Regions from separate parts of the Anas platyrhynchos genome. Here region 2 is linked to region 1. Evidence: chromatin contacts called from public Hi-C data. All regions are on one chromosome and are shown on one strand. Each heading gives the region's core, a stretch centred on a gene start, on an enhancer-like site or on the middle of the called end of the contact. The rest is flanking DNA. Distances are from core to core; before and after follow the strand shown. Region 1 overlaps PHF2 (PHD finger protein 2). Region 2 holds the start of PHF2 (PHD finger protein 2).

Evidence for each region. Hi-C and Micro-C count contacts between places; a contact is called where the count stands out from the background.
Region 2: a contact with region 1 is called in a Hi-C map of subcutaneous adipose tissue, with 3 times the contacts expected there. The contact joins the promoter of PHF2 here to the enhancer-like site in region 1. A contact is called at or near these places in 4 of 8 Hi-C or Micro-C datasets (liver, skeletal muscle, small yellow follicle and 1 more).

The regions. Positions count from the first base shown.
Region 1 is chr13:19,723,686-19,730,306 of IASCAAS_PekinDuck_T2T, reverse strand. It overlaps PHF2 (PHD finger protein 2), which reads left to right. Exons shown (of 22, transcript XM_013096610.5): 2 at 4,769-4,854. Among named protein-coding and RNA genes, the nearest start is that of PHF2, 50 kb to the left of the region's middle. Within about 2 kb of position 4,091, at least 3 of the 8 cell types and tissues checked have an H3K27ac peak or open chromatin away from gene starts, as enhancers often do.
Region 2 is chr13:19,775,403-19,782,736 of IASCAAS_PekinDuck_T2T, reverse strand. PHF2 (PHD finger protein 2) reads left to right here and starts at 5,889. Exons shown (of 22, transcript XM_013096610.5): 1 at 5,889-6,448. The coding sequence starts at 6,351. It overlaps LOC119718208 (a long non-coding RNA gene), which reads right to left and starts at 5,902. Exons shown (of 3, transcript XR_005269032.2): 1 at 5,773-5,902; 2 at 2,269-4,665; 3 at 1,835-2,009.

The DNA.
Region 1 (6,621 bases), core at 2,842-5,341:
AATCTGAATATCTCTTCATTGTGAACACAAGCAATTTTGTTTCAAAGTGGCAAAGGGCAAAGTTTCTAATAAAAATGTAATTTCTAACCTCTGATTGCAAATGCTTCTGTTAGCGCTAATTCTCATTTAAGTCACTGTAAAATGTGCGATATATCAGCTTAAACAGCTACAGTAACAAATGATTTACTTTTATTATTATTATTATTAGCCTATGACACTTTTGGTAAAATCCAAATGCATCAATAACAGTGCTTCGCTTTTATCTGATGATCAAATTAGTTTTACACTGCCTCAACCTGAGCTAAATTATTTTAATAACATTTAAAGCCAACCATTACATTGTTTTAAATCATCCCAACGAGATATTCTTGGATACACAACAATTAACCTCTTCTTCTAGCTTTACTGCACTTGGGCAAAGATGTGGCGCATGCTTTCTGAGGCCGCTGTGCTGCCAGCATCTGCACTGCCGTGACTTGCACCGTAACCTCCAGCTCCGGCTGCTGCCCTGCTTCCCAGCTGGCATCTTGCTGCTGCAGCCTCTCACCTGTTTGTGCCCATGCCACAGTGTCTTTGCAAGACATCTTGGGGAGTGTTTTCTTTCCCTTTTTTCCTTAGCCTTTGTATATTAAGTTTTCTCCTTCAAATCTGCTTTGGGAACCTGATGCTTTTCCTGGGAACAACATACTTGGTCTGGCGAAACTTCCTAGTTGTTACCCAGTTAAGAAGCAGTAGCTAGAGATGGTTCACAGAGAGTGAGAACTGTCAGGGGGGCTGTAAATACTTGTACAGAGGACACCCCCCTCGTACCTGCACACGTTTGAGTGTGAAATTGCAGGCAGCGGTGGGTTACCCTTGCTGTGCACACAGGACTGTGTTCAACCACCTCTGTCAGACTGCTTTGGGTAAGTGCTGTGCCACCTGGTCTGTGAGCTCTTGCAGCAGAAGGGGATCTTCTTGGGATGTCAGTATGCCGTTTTGGGGATTTTACGGGCTTTCTGAAACCAATTCTTGGCCTGCTGATACAAATGAATCTGCAAATGAATCAGGAGCCTGCTCCTGCTGCCGTTCTGAAAGCTGCTTCCCGTTCTGCCTGCTGCTGCCTGCCCCTCTGCTCCCTGCCCATCTTCCACAGCTTCTCCCCTCCGACCCTGTGAAGCTGCAGGGTCTCTCTACTCAGCCTTCTCCATCTCCTCCTGGCCCATGGGAGCCTACCTGCTGGGGCCACCGGCCTGTGCTCACCTTTTCTCCTCTCCTCCCCTCATGCTGCAAGAGAGCAGGGCTCAGCACAGGCAGAGGCCGGCTCCTGCTGCGTGCGTCCCGTGCAGTTGTTGCCTCTGCAAGTGGGGAACAGCTTGTGAGGAGGCTGGCAGCTGTGTCTGTCCTGCGATGTTGGCTGGCGTTCCTGCTCCCCCAGTTTATTTCCAGCTCAGACTGTGCTTTTGTAAGCTCTGCCTCGACACTACAAGTGCAGTTCCTTTGCTGAACCTCCCGTGTCCATTTTTATCTCATTGGCAGATCTGAATAATTGCACAAAAGTGCTATTGAGAGGTTTTTTTTTCCAGTTCTTTGCTGCTGATGGTAATGCATCCAGGGCTCATATTGACAGATTAATGTGCGAATCGGTGCAGCAGGGGCTGTTGCTGGAGGCTGCTCCCAGGCACGCCGCGTGGGATCCGGCATTGTCTAACTTGGAGCCCGTTTGATCGTTGTAGGGGGTCAAATGGTCGACTCCACTCAAAAAAGAGTGTTTGCATTTCTCTCAGGCAAATAGGACAAAAAAAAAAAAAAAAAGGGCGAGAGAGAGGAGAAACTGGAGAGACTAAAGTGGAGCATTCTCGCAAAAAAAAAGATACAAAATACAATGCACCTTTTGTGCTAAAATTTGGGGGGGGGGACAGGGCTTGAGGGAAAGGGCAGCACTGTTCAGCTGCAGTCGACGAAATGGTTTTATTCACCTAGAGGAATGTGATTTTATTCTATTGTGAATTAGCCACCTCGAGTTTAAAATACACGTGTAAGTTAGGCAGGAGACCACTACAGGACCCTGCGCTGACCTCTGCCAAAGGCTGGCCTGGCGAGCTCCTCGTCTTCCCCCTTCACAGGTGTAAATGTGCTTTTGATACGAACTCAGGGACAGGCCACTGCAGTGGAGCTGCCGGCAGCCCAGCAGCCAGTCCTTGTTCCTGTGCTGGCAGGAATTTCTTTGGGGATCGTGCGTCTTTAACTATGGAAATTCAATTTTTGTGCCCACATTCATGTGGAAGCGTCTGGCAAGTCAAGCTCTGTTCACTGAGAAAAGGGGACTGAACTGGAGCTGGCTCATAATTTTGTTAATGATCATCAGAGTCATTTCAATAGGGGTGAGCGCTTGGAAAGTTTGTACCTGCAATTTCAGGTGCAGTAAGGGTAGTGGTTTCTGGCTGCTGGAAGCTGTAAGTGGCTAATCATTATTCAAAAGCCGTGTTGTGTTGGAAGAGTTGACTGCAGCCTTCAGAGAACCATCTGAGTTTGAGGTCAGTTATTTTTACTCTTCCATTTTGTTCTAGTTAAATATTTTTACTTGCTCTCAGAACAATAGCTCCCACCACACTGAAGCCTTTGCCCATTGCAGTAGCTTTTCATATCTCCTGTAGCAATCCATGCGGTGCCCAAGGGTCTCATCTGCTTAGTTTAGCTAAATATAGGCTTTTCAAGCCCTTGTATAGAGCCTAATCCATACCTTTACAAAGCCTGACAAGCTGAACCCAGTGGCATAAGCAGCTGATGCAGCTTTACGAGCAGAGGAATCCTCCACATTCTGTTACGCTTGTTCTAATCTGCCAGGGTTTGTTTAAATTTTCTACTGCTTAATCTGGTATTTATTGCCTGTACGTACTTGACTCTGAGGACTGGATTGTTGTGATGATTTTTTCCTGTCTGCAAACTTACTCTTCAGTTTTCCATGCTGTCTGCCCAGGGAGACCCTGTGATTTTGTATTTTTTCAAGCAACTGTTTAATCCAAAAAGCATCAGCTAAATCTGTGATTACTTTTACATGATTCAGAAATAAGTTTTGTTTACCAGCAGTGCTGCTGCAGCTCTGCTGCCAGGCTGAACTCACAAAAATGAGAATTTCTGCAACTTTGGTTGCAAAGCTTCTTTAGTTTGGCGAGGCCTGGGTCCCATGCTTACACTGGTGGCTACAACAGGATGGAAATGTCCACAAAGGTTTCTGGCAGAATATTATTTTGTGGTCAGAAAAAAAGGATTTATTTCCATATCTTACCTTCTTTGGCATTTTCCAGCTTTGGGGAATACTCACTGCTTGTTTTTTTTTTTTTTTTTTTGTGGATGCTGGTTTTCAAAAGCAAGTAGATCAGTGGATTGTAACCATGATCCTTACAGTTACACGTCACTTCGTGGCTTGGATTCAAAGCAGCTTCAAACCCACCTCTGTAAACACAGAGGGTCATTGTGTATTTTGATTTACATGCTTCTGTCACTTTTTCAAAGCAGCTCCTGCTGCCCCAAGCATGCCGGTGTGTGCACATACCCACACCCCCAGAGTCACAAGAGCTCTGAGCTCCACATGGCCAGGCAGGTGGTGCACGTGATGGCAAGATGACACTTCCATGATATGGGTCCAAACCCTTCCCCTGGCAAAAGAGATATATTGGAGTTTTTGCTAACCGAAGAGCATGGAGAAGGTGTTTCAGGGTTGAAGCAGGGAAACTCCAAGGCTGCTCCTGTTGTGGTGTGATCCAGCCTTGTTTGTGCTGATGGTCAAGGTGAGGCTGCCTTGGTGAGGAGCCTCTCATGGCTCCTCTTGCCCAGCTGAGCTCCCATGGAGCCATCGCACGAGGGCTCTCACAACCCCCAGCTTTCTGCAAGGCAGTTGAAGGATATTTTCGTGTATGTGCTGCAAAAATGCGCCTCGCAGTCTGGGCTGTTTCAGACAGAACAAGCAGGAGCAGAATCCTGTTTGCTTTGCCTCCTCCTGGAGGAACGGTGCCATTCTGGAGTTTGATTATTTGGCTGGCTGCTCAGCGCTTCGGCTGCGCAACATCTTATCTTGGGTACTTCATTCCTTCGCAATTTAGTTTTGTTTTCCCCCAGTGCTGTGTTGTGCCATTGGATTGCATTCACACAGCGTGCCCGCAGGCTGCGCTGTATTGTTACGTATGTTGTGCATCCAAAATAATCTCAGTGGGTGTTCCAAGCAGCTGCCATGATACAACCCATCTTCTTGGCAGCCAGAAGTGCTGTGAGCTATGTGTCTTCTTTGCCTCTTCATCTTCAGATATTGCAATAGAAAGGGAACCTACAGAAGCCTTGTATATGGTATACCTTGGCAGAGTGCTCCAGTACCTAGCAGCTGTCCATACATGCTTGGTGAAGCTGTGTTTTGTTAATTAGGTTTATGCGGGAGGGTACTTGAAGAACTCTGTGTAGGTACAAAGTGGTCTGCCTAGGAAAAAAACATTCTTGGGGACTCGGCCACATTTTAATGGGGAGTCCAGAGTGAGCTGGTAAGTGGCTTCCTGAAAGCCACCTTTTTTAGCACCACATCAGGAACGTAGGCTACAGAAAATCCGGTCAGACTGTACTAGTGTAAAGAGCAGCTAAATTTTGCTTGGGTATAGCCGTTAGCAGTCAGCATAGCTGCATAGTAAATGCACAGCTTATAGGGTGGTGTTTTTTTTTTTTTATTATTATTATTAATTGTGTGCTTGCATGTTTGGAAATTGGCTCAAGCTAATGTAATATCTGCTTTTAAATATTCCAGCTGTGTGGGCGTTGAAGAAGAGGAGGCACCAGACATTGACATCTATCACTGTCCAAATTGTGAGAAAACCCATGGAAAGTCTACTTGTAAGTATACTTGCACGGCTGGTCCTCAGACAGATGACAAATTCTGTATGTTTAAACAAAAGAATCTTCCTTTTGTTTTGTTACAGTAAGACACATTTAAATAGATTGTGTCATAAAAACAGGAATTCAAAACATGAGGTGAAAAGAGGCATCAGGGGGAGGGGGGGAATCATGGACTGGATTCTAGAGATCTGAATTTAGCTTCCAGCCTCACCTGGCCTCAGGCAGCATGCGTGAGCTGATGCAAGGTACCTTACCTCTTCTGCTTCAGTCCCCAGTCTGCGATGAAAATAGCGCGTCCTCCCTTAAGTGTCATGAGGCACTTACTGCTGTGGACTAGACAAAGGTCTAATACAGTGATTTTCGGAAACTGTGTGGTGTTTTTTGTCTTTTGATGAGAAGAGTAAGAAACAATATGTTATGGTTTGCCAGGGTATAAAACTGTAGCAATTTCAGTGGCAGTCAAAACTGTAGGATGCACTGGGGATGCCAATTCTTGCTGTTATTTCACAGGTAAAAGTTCTCCTGAGTAAAAGTGACAGTTGATCTCAGTGGGAGCTTTGTCTGGGAAAGAATTGTAACTGTGTTTGCCTTTGGTCAGATTAATTCACAAATTCTTTCTGTTACACAATGGGAAAGAAAAAGAAAAGAAACCAATTGCTGTAAGATTAAATGCTGTACTTGAAAGCCATTTATTGTAAATAAGCAACAGTGATGTGGATGTTCTTGCTCCTTTGCAACATTACTGCAACACACAGAGGAAAAGCACTGTGCTCATCTCCCATGAGCACAGAATCAGAACATTTCTTTTTTAGTGAGAAATCAGGGATGGGTGGAAACTGATTTCTGTTGTATTAAAACTCAGTAATACTAAAACCAGCTAATTATTCCTTCACTGTCTTCAAAATTCAAGTTGAAAAAAAAATATCTTGGAGGAAAGGGGAATGGTCTGAAATGTTTGTTTTGAGGTCAAAAAATGAAATTGTTTTTCCACTCTTTTTCAAAATAAAGTGTGAACTGGAAACCTGGACAATCTGCAGCTGTTCTTGTCACCCAGATGGTCTGCTAACAACTGGTCCAAGCAGGGCACCCACAAATTGGGCACACTGGCAAAAAAATAAATTAAAAAAAATTGGGAGGCAAGTCCTGAAGGATTTAACAAAATCAGTATGTCCCCACAAAATGTTTTGATTTAAATTAATCAGTTTTGTTGGAAGATTTTTGACAAATGTACTGGAAATTGTTCAAACAAATAAGCACAAGTGATGTTAAAGCAAGCAATTTGGCATTACAATGGCTTGCCTTGAAAAGGGATGTATAGCTACAGATACTCTGAGGCTATTATTGAGCCAGTGTAGGAGAGAAAGCAGAGGACTTCTGAGAGTTTTGTATGACATTGAGATTTGATTTCTTCCACTTTGCTTTGAACTATGAATGGTGAAAGACACCTATTTTTCAGTATGTGTGTGTGGGGGAGAAATCAGACAGAAGTAGCCAAAATCTACCATCAGGAATTAAATATAAATCCTGTTAAAAACAGTGGTGCATAATCTTAGAATTTAGAAATGGCAGTTTTTGATTAAAAAGACTACAAGTTGAATATACTAGTTAAAATGAGGAGAGTTTAAACTAACGACAGTCTTCTGATGCTTTAAGGTTTTTGGCTATTTAATTCTTTTTACTGCAGATATAATCTGTCTTGGCAGTATGTCCCTCAGTCTGCATTGTGCAGCATGGCAGAAAGTGGAGCTAGAACACTGTCACTAG
Region 2 (7,334 bases), core at 4,640-7,139, 51 kb before region 1:
GGCTGTGGACTCTGCTCTGACTTTAGCTTTGTGTCTGCACTGATGTATTTGGGCTGCTTTTCCTGGGGGCTCGTGGATGCTGTGGGTGCTTTGATGTACCAAGCACTGGGTGAAGCAAGGCCTTTTCAGGGAGGGAGCGGGACAGATTGCTGCTGCTTTCATCCAGCAGATGAGTCGTGAGGGAAGCCTCCTGGCTTGTGCTGTAGGTGGCAACTCTGGCTCCTCTTCAGCAGCTCCTGCTGCCTGTGGGAATGCTGCTGCCCTGCTCGTGGTGTGCCAGCTGAATCACACTTGTAGCTGAGATTATGACGATTTGCCAGGGGAGGTATTGTAAATCCAGACTGGCAGATACAGCTGCTCCGTCCTGCCTGTATAAATTGGCTGTTTCCTTAGAGAGTAGAAACCCAATTTAACCAGGACATATGAAAGAGGCAATGACTGCAGGGCGCATGGAAGAGGGGAGGGATGTGCAGGAGTACCAAGCCTCAGGCTTTTGTTTGTGAGTGCAAACGAGTGCCTGAGCTCCCGCTGCTTCGCTCGCCCGCGGTGCCTGCAGAGGGCTGCCGAGCACAACCGTGCTGGGCCGTGCCTGCCTCCCGCACCGCAGCCTCCGCCACAACGCTTCCTGAGCACTAGGGGCCTTCCAGGGTGTGTGGAACTTGGACATTGGGCAAAGTGTGACCACAGCCCAACGAACGTGCTGGGAGATGTGTTGCCCAGCTCACAGGCTGTGGCCCAGGAGCAGCTGTGTCGAAGTGGAGTGGACGTGCGGTCCTCGCAGTGAGGCTCTGCAAGCTGCAGGCCCCTCGGCTGCGAGGTGTGCGGAGGTTTGGCTTCTCCTCTGGCTCACGCCAGCACAGCTTCCCGCTTGTCCAGGCGAGGAGCTGGGTCGCTGCTTGGGTTTGCTGTCCTGTCTGTGGGGAGCCAGGCTGCTTCTCAGGCCGTGTGTGAGGGGTTACACAGCAAAGGCTGGAGCAGGAGGGTGGGCGGTGAAGCCCCTGCACTGGGGCCTCCCAGTCCAACCCCTTCACCAGCCGCCTGTCTCACTTACACAAGTGTTTCTGATGAGTTAAAGCAGGTCGATATAACACTACATGACTGGGTGCTTTGCATGTTGGAGGATGTGGCCTGTAGGAATTGGCAAAGTCCACAACCAGTGATGGAGAGGTGGTAGGTCGACCTGGGAGGCTGCTCTGAGACTCAGCCCTCACTTACTGTCCTCCCCTTGCTCTTGCCACAGCCCAAGCAGGGATGGTGTGCTTCTTTGATGTTTATTTTAATTTTTCGTATTTAAGCTATCCTCCTGAAAATTAAGTTTGATGAAGTATTGCACATGTAATGTCTGTGGTGAGAGAAAAGGCATAGCTAGTGTGATGCTTCTTGCCACCTGGGCTCTAAACGTGAGGACTATGTTTAATGGAAGTATTTATATTGCTGAATTAAATGTTTGCTTCTGTCACTGAGCTCAGTAAAATGTGACAGCCATTCCACTACTTTACGCCCTGCTGTAAAACACAGACAATAAACACCTCAAAAATATTTCTGTACCCAATGTTCATTAAATTGAAGGAGGCTTTGGCTAATAAATGTATATACTTCAACAAGCACATCTGCCAGCACACCTGAAAGGCTGCAGGACGTGGTCAGGGTGATGCTGCAAGGCAGATGGTTGCTCTTCGATCCCACTGCCCTCTCTGGGGCTCCCCATGCTGCAGCAGTGGCACAGGAATACCAGGAAGAGTGGGGGGTGGGAGGGAGGGCTACTGGTGATTTTCTGAATTATTAGAATCTTTTCCTCCAAACAATGCATTTGAAATCTTAAAACCTTGTACAAAAAAAAGCTGGTAAGTTTTTATTGACATCTGAGATGATGGTCAAAGTTCAGGTTTTATGAATCCTGCAGATTCTGGTAAGCCATGCTGAAGACACAGTTTTACTGTCAGTACAATGCTGATGCCCAATGACGTAGCTTCCTTGTGTCAAGGTTCGGTGTAACATGAGCTTGTGTGCTGAAATAGGAGGCAAAGGAAAAGTGAGTCGAAAGGTACATGTATGGACTGATAATGCAATTTGCGTTAACTGTTATGAATACGAAATAAATTCTTTAGCTAGATCTTTAAGCTAATTTGCTACATGAAAGGCCCTTTTAACCTAGTCTCCTATTACAATTTCAATGATTTTTAAATTACAGATGCTGTTTACATTCTTGACTGCCTTGCTTCAAACGGCATATCTCATTATTCCCCCTGGTTTGGAATTTGGGTTTACTTGGGTGTTTTATTACAGCATTTGAACTGCTGCCTCTGTGTATTTACTGTAAAGTTCCCCGCAGGACAGCCCTGGTGCTTTGTGTGCTGCATGACCGCTTGTGCCCATGCTAGACCTGCAGGTTGGTTCCCACTGTTATCTCACTTGGCCTCCACTTCTGCCCATGGCAGGGCTGAACAATCACGGGAGACAGTGTGTGTAAGTTCTCTGTTCAGATTCTTAACTCAGCTGTATGTTTTCAGAAGACAGCATAGTGTTTCTTGAGATCTAACCAATTAATGTAATAAGGAGATCTGGTATCAGATGAGGAAAACTGGAAGGGACGTACGCTGTCACCAACAAGCTCCTCTCTTGCTGAAACTCAGTGATCCCTGTTGTTTCAAGGTTGGTTTCATAGATATCTTCTTTGTAAACATTTACTTAATGAGCAGATATGGTCGAAGGGGAAAAAAGTTAATGTGGTTTACTTCTTTACATTAGCAGTGAAATAACTCCAGGGACAATGTGTCGAAAGCTACAGAGAGGGACCTTGTATGTACCACTGTAGAGGAAATCTATAGGAAGTACAAAATGATAATGAGGAAAAACTGGAAAGCTCAAAAAATGGTAATGGTAATAAAGAACTTCCCTCTGTGCTGGTGATCAAGTCAGAGCCTTTTCTGTGTGCCTTACCAGGCCAGGGACCTGAGAGCTGAGTATTGTGAGTGTTTACTGGTTGTAATCAAAGAGCAGATGGAGGCTCCTCAGAAGTGCCCAGGTAATTCAGAATGTCACAGCTGTGAGCCTTGTGCTCCGGGATCACCTGAATACTCCAGAAAAATCTCATCCCCTTCCAGAAGCTCAAAGATGGCAGCAGATCTCTGTGCGTGGTAGCCCCCCGGCTCCTAGCGCTGTGTGAGCTCGGCTTACAGCTAGGCTGCTGTGAGCATCCTGTCCGCAGAGTCCGCTGTCACCATGCGGGTGTTTTCCAGGCAGCTGTTTGGGCTTATGCTGCTGGGTGGTTGTTGCTGTTGTTGTTTTCCTACCATTTAAAAAATATTTATTAAAAACTTGCTTCAGAACTTAGAACATGTTAACTCGGTGATCAAATTATGTTAGGTTAAGGCATCTCAGCATTGCTCCACAACTCGCTCCTCCCTGCATGAGACCAGCCAAGCACCCTCCTTGCACAGCTCCTGGGTCTACAGAAAAACTCAGAACAACGGGACAACCTCACCAATTAGTTTCTTTATATGCTAATCCCTGCAAAATGAATTATACGTCTGAGTTGCCAGAACAGAGCATCCAACTCTCCCCTAACTTGTTTCCATGCAGTTTTGGCAGTGTCAGCTCCAGCAGCCTCCGGCATGCCGTCAGACAACCACACCAACTTCACACAAATACTTGTGCTGGTGGCGCCGCTCTGCTGCTGGAGCAGAGAGCAGCAAGGGACAGTGGAGCAGCCTCACGCTGCTCAGACCGTGTCTGTGGAGCAGCGTCTGGCTACACCCTCGTGCAGCCCAGCCACCCTTTGTTGTGGCCACCGAAATCCCCGCAGTTTTAGGATGGTTTCTTTTCCCCAGTGGCTGCAGTGGAGATGTGCTGATGCTAGAATCTCAGGCGGTACTTTGGAAATAGGACTGCTTTCATGGAGATGCTTGTGGAACTTGAAGAAAGGCAACGAGGACGTGATTTTTCACAGAACATATGGGTTTGGTAGCTCATAAAGCAGGAACAAGGCACTCCAGGTTGCAGTTGCATGCCTTTCTAGTGTGCGGAGGCAAGAAAACAATTTTTGCTTGACTGTCCCATAATACTAAAGGTTATCAAAATCAACAGAAGTTCTACCTAAACCTTTCCTGCAAAGCTGAGAGGTTCTGATAGATGTGGTTGGCATGTTCAGGTGGTGAAGAGGGGATCCTATAAAAGCCCGCGTAGCTCTTGTGATGGTTTTCTGGGCCTTGTCTCCTCATCCCGTGTAACTCCCTAGACTCGCTCTTCTTTTCTGGTTGAAACCCCAAGCAATTAAAATCATGATAAATCAATTCAAAGTTAAAAGGGGTCTGATTTTTAGAGGACAAGATCCTTATACCACTCGGCATAATGAGGAAAATAGGCCCCTTTGTGTGCCTCAAAATGTCGTTCAAAACAACTGAGTCATGATGTAAAATGTAGGCCTATAAACTTAGCCCTGCGTTACCACACCTTGAGCTATGCTAGAAATTTGGTTTCACTTGTAAACATTCATGGTAGACCCAGGAATGTAATTTCTGACACTAGTTCAATGTAGCTCTGCATGAACACTGACTGAAAGTCATTGCTGTGGCATGTAAATTTGATGGGCAAGGCAAGTAATTTTGACGGTGTCTCTTCAATTGGCCTAGACAGGTTCTGCCTGTGCCGACAATGGCCTTATCTCTGCAAGGGAAAAAAAAAAAAAAAAAAAGAGCTCAAGTTATTTGGGCCCTTGAATTCTCCTTGTCTACTACAGGTGATTTCTGATGATTTTTGCAGACTGCTGAAAAAACAGAAAGGTGTCCATTTTTTATTTTATTTTTTATCTATTAAGAAATAGATATATCCCCCCGTCCCTCAAATGAGATGGATTCAAGACACCAAATCAATTGTAACTGGCAATCACAGGTCAGGTGGGACTCTGGGACTCTTTGTGACTATTTTATGAAGTTTTCGCACATCTATGAGAAGTGTGCCAGTGGCTATCAAACACACTCAGCGTACATCCCAGCAAAACATTGCAAAGTGTGACTATTTTAACCACCCCATCAGCTGTTTGGAGCCTAGGTGTTGGGGGAAATTGAGGTCCTGCATTCTCAGTCTGGGTTCAGATTTTGCCTTTGCCCCCCCTGTTTACTGCTCTGTCCATGAGGCAGCCGGTGTCTGTGGGCAGTTGTAGTCTGGGGCTACACAGGGGTGTCCAAGGGGCACCCCACAGCACGGAGCCCATACCTGCCGGCTTTGGGTCGGTGCTTTGCAGGCACAGGGTGTTTATTTTCACCTCTGCTGTAGCAGCCCTGCTTGCTCCGTGGCTCGTGGTGACCGGACCAGCACACGCAGAGGCAGGTACCGTCACACGCACTGCAATAACTCCAAACAACTAACAGGCCATTTATATTTTTTTTTTTTATTTTTTTAATATAAATCAACACACGTGCAGCTTGTGCCCAGAGGCCCCTAACCACCCCCAGGGCACTACCCAGCGGGGTGTCCTGTCAGCCGAGGGGGCAGCACGGCGGCTGCGAACCGCTTGGAAGCGCGGATGCTCCGCACCTGGCCGCGGAGCGAGAGCTGCCCATGGGTGGGGGCCTCCGAGCCCGGCTGCAGGACGGGGGGCACCGGGGGGTGCTGGGGGGCACCGGGGGGGGGGTCTCTCCCTCCTGCCCCCGTCCCTGGGCACCCCCCGCCGTTCCCGGGCCACTTTACAAAGTCCCTCCCGGGGCACCGCACCGGGGAGAGCCCCAGGCACAAGGCGACCCCCCTCGGGCCCCGGGAGCCCCCCGAACTCACCCGGCGCGGAGCGGAGCGGAGCGGAGCTGCCGCCTGGCCTCGCCTCGCCTCGCCTCGCCTCGCCTCCCCCGCCGCCGCCCGCCCCAGCCCCAGCAGAGGAAATATTGCAATGTTGCAAGCTGACGTAAGGACATTACAAGGAAAGGGCTACATTTCGGAGTGTTTATGAAAAGCCTCGGTACTGTACTGTCACCAGGGGGCATGCAATATAATGCATTTCGCCAAACATTTTGAATAATAATCATTTAACAACAACAACAACAAAAAAGCCCCAGTCCGGTCGGTCGGCGCTCGCGGAGCCGGAGGAACCATGCAGCCAAACTTTGCGAAGCCCTTTATTATTTTTCTGACATTGCTCGCTCGCCCTTGAGGAGCCGTAATTGCATTATCTGATTTTTCCCCCCCCCCTCTTCTTTTCTTCCCCCTTCCCCCCCCCCCCCCTCCCCGCTCCGTCTCTCGACATTGCAAATTTGCTGGCATTTTGGAAGGAGAAGCAGCAAAAGCTACCTAGCGGCAGGAGCCGCAGCGAGCCCCGCTCGCTTGTCTGGGAGTCCAGCGTTGTTTTGAAGGGAGCTAACATGGCGACGGTGCCCGTCTATTGCATCTGTAGGCTGCCCTACGACGTAACCCGCTTCATGATTGAATGCGATGCCTGCAAGGACTGGTTTCACGGCAGGTAACACAAAGAGATCGGGCCTTTTCCCCCCTTTCGCCGCGATCCCCCCCTCTCGCTCGGTGCCTTTCGCCTCCTTTTCTCTCTCCAGGGCAGAGCGAGGGAGACGGTGCCGTTGGAGCCGCTGCCGTGTGCAGTTTTCCAACAGGCCTTTTTGGAGAGGAGGAGGAGGAGCCACTCTGCCCCCGTCTCTCTCTCTCCCTCTGTTGTATTTTTTTTTTGTTTTGTTTTGTAAATTTCGCTCAATTCTCCTCACAAAGCCCCCCCCCCCCCCCCCCCCTTTCTCCCCGGGGCTCCGGTGTCACTGGGGTGGGGGGGCTATTGTGCTTTCCCCGGGGCGGGCAGCCGCCGAGCGGGGGCCGCGCTCGCCCCGCCGCGGGGGCCGCTGCTGCGGGGCCCGGAGCTCAGCGGGGCCCCGCGGCTCCCCCCGGCCGCCCGCAGGAGCGGCTCGGCGGCGGCGGCGCGTCCCGGGGCTCGGCCGCCCTGACAGCGGGCTCGGCCGCACGGAGCCCAGGGCCCCCGCGCGGGGGGTTTCTCTCTTTTTATTTATTTATTTATTTATTTATTTATTTATTAAATGTATTTTATTTTTTCTCTCGCTCCTCACCACCCCGCGGCACCCACCGGGTGTTTCTGACAGGGCTGCTGCCATCGCCGCGCCGGCCTCTCGCCTTAACCCTTGGCGGGGCGAGCCGGGCGGCGGCGGGGCAGGGCGAGGGCTGAGGGAAGGGAGGTGTGTGTGTGTGTGTGTGTGTGTGTGTGTGTGTGTGTGTGCGCGTATATGTGTGTGTATCATGTGTATAAATGTCTGTGTGTGTGTGTCTGTGTGCGCGTATATCTGTGTGTGTGTGTGTGTGTGTGCACGGGGGGGACGCGGCGCCGCCGTCGC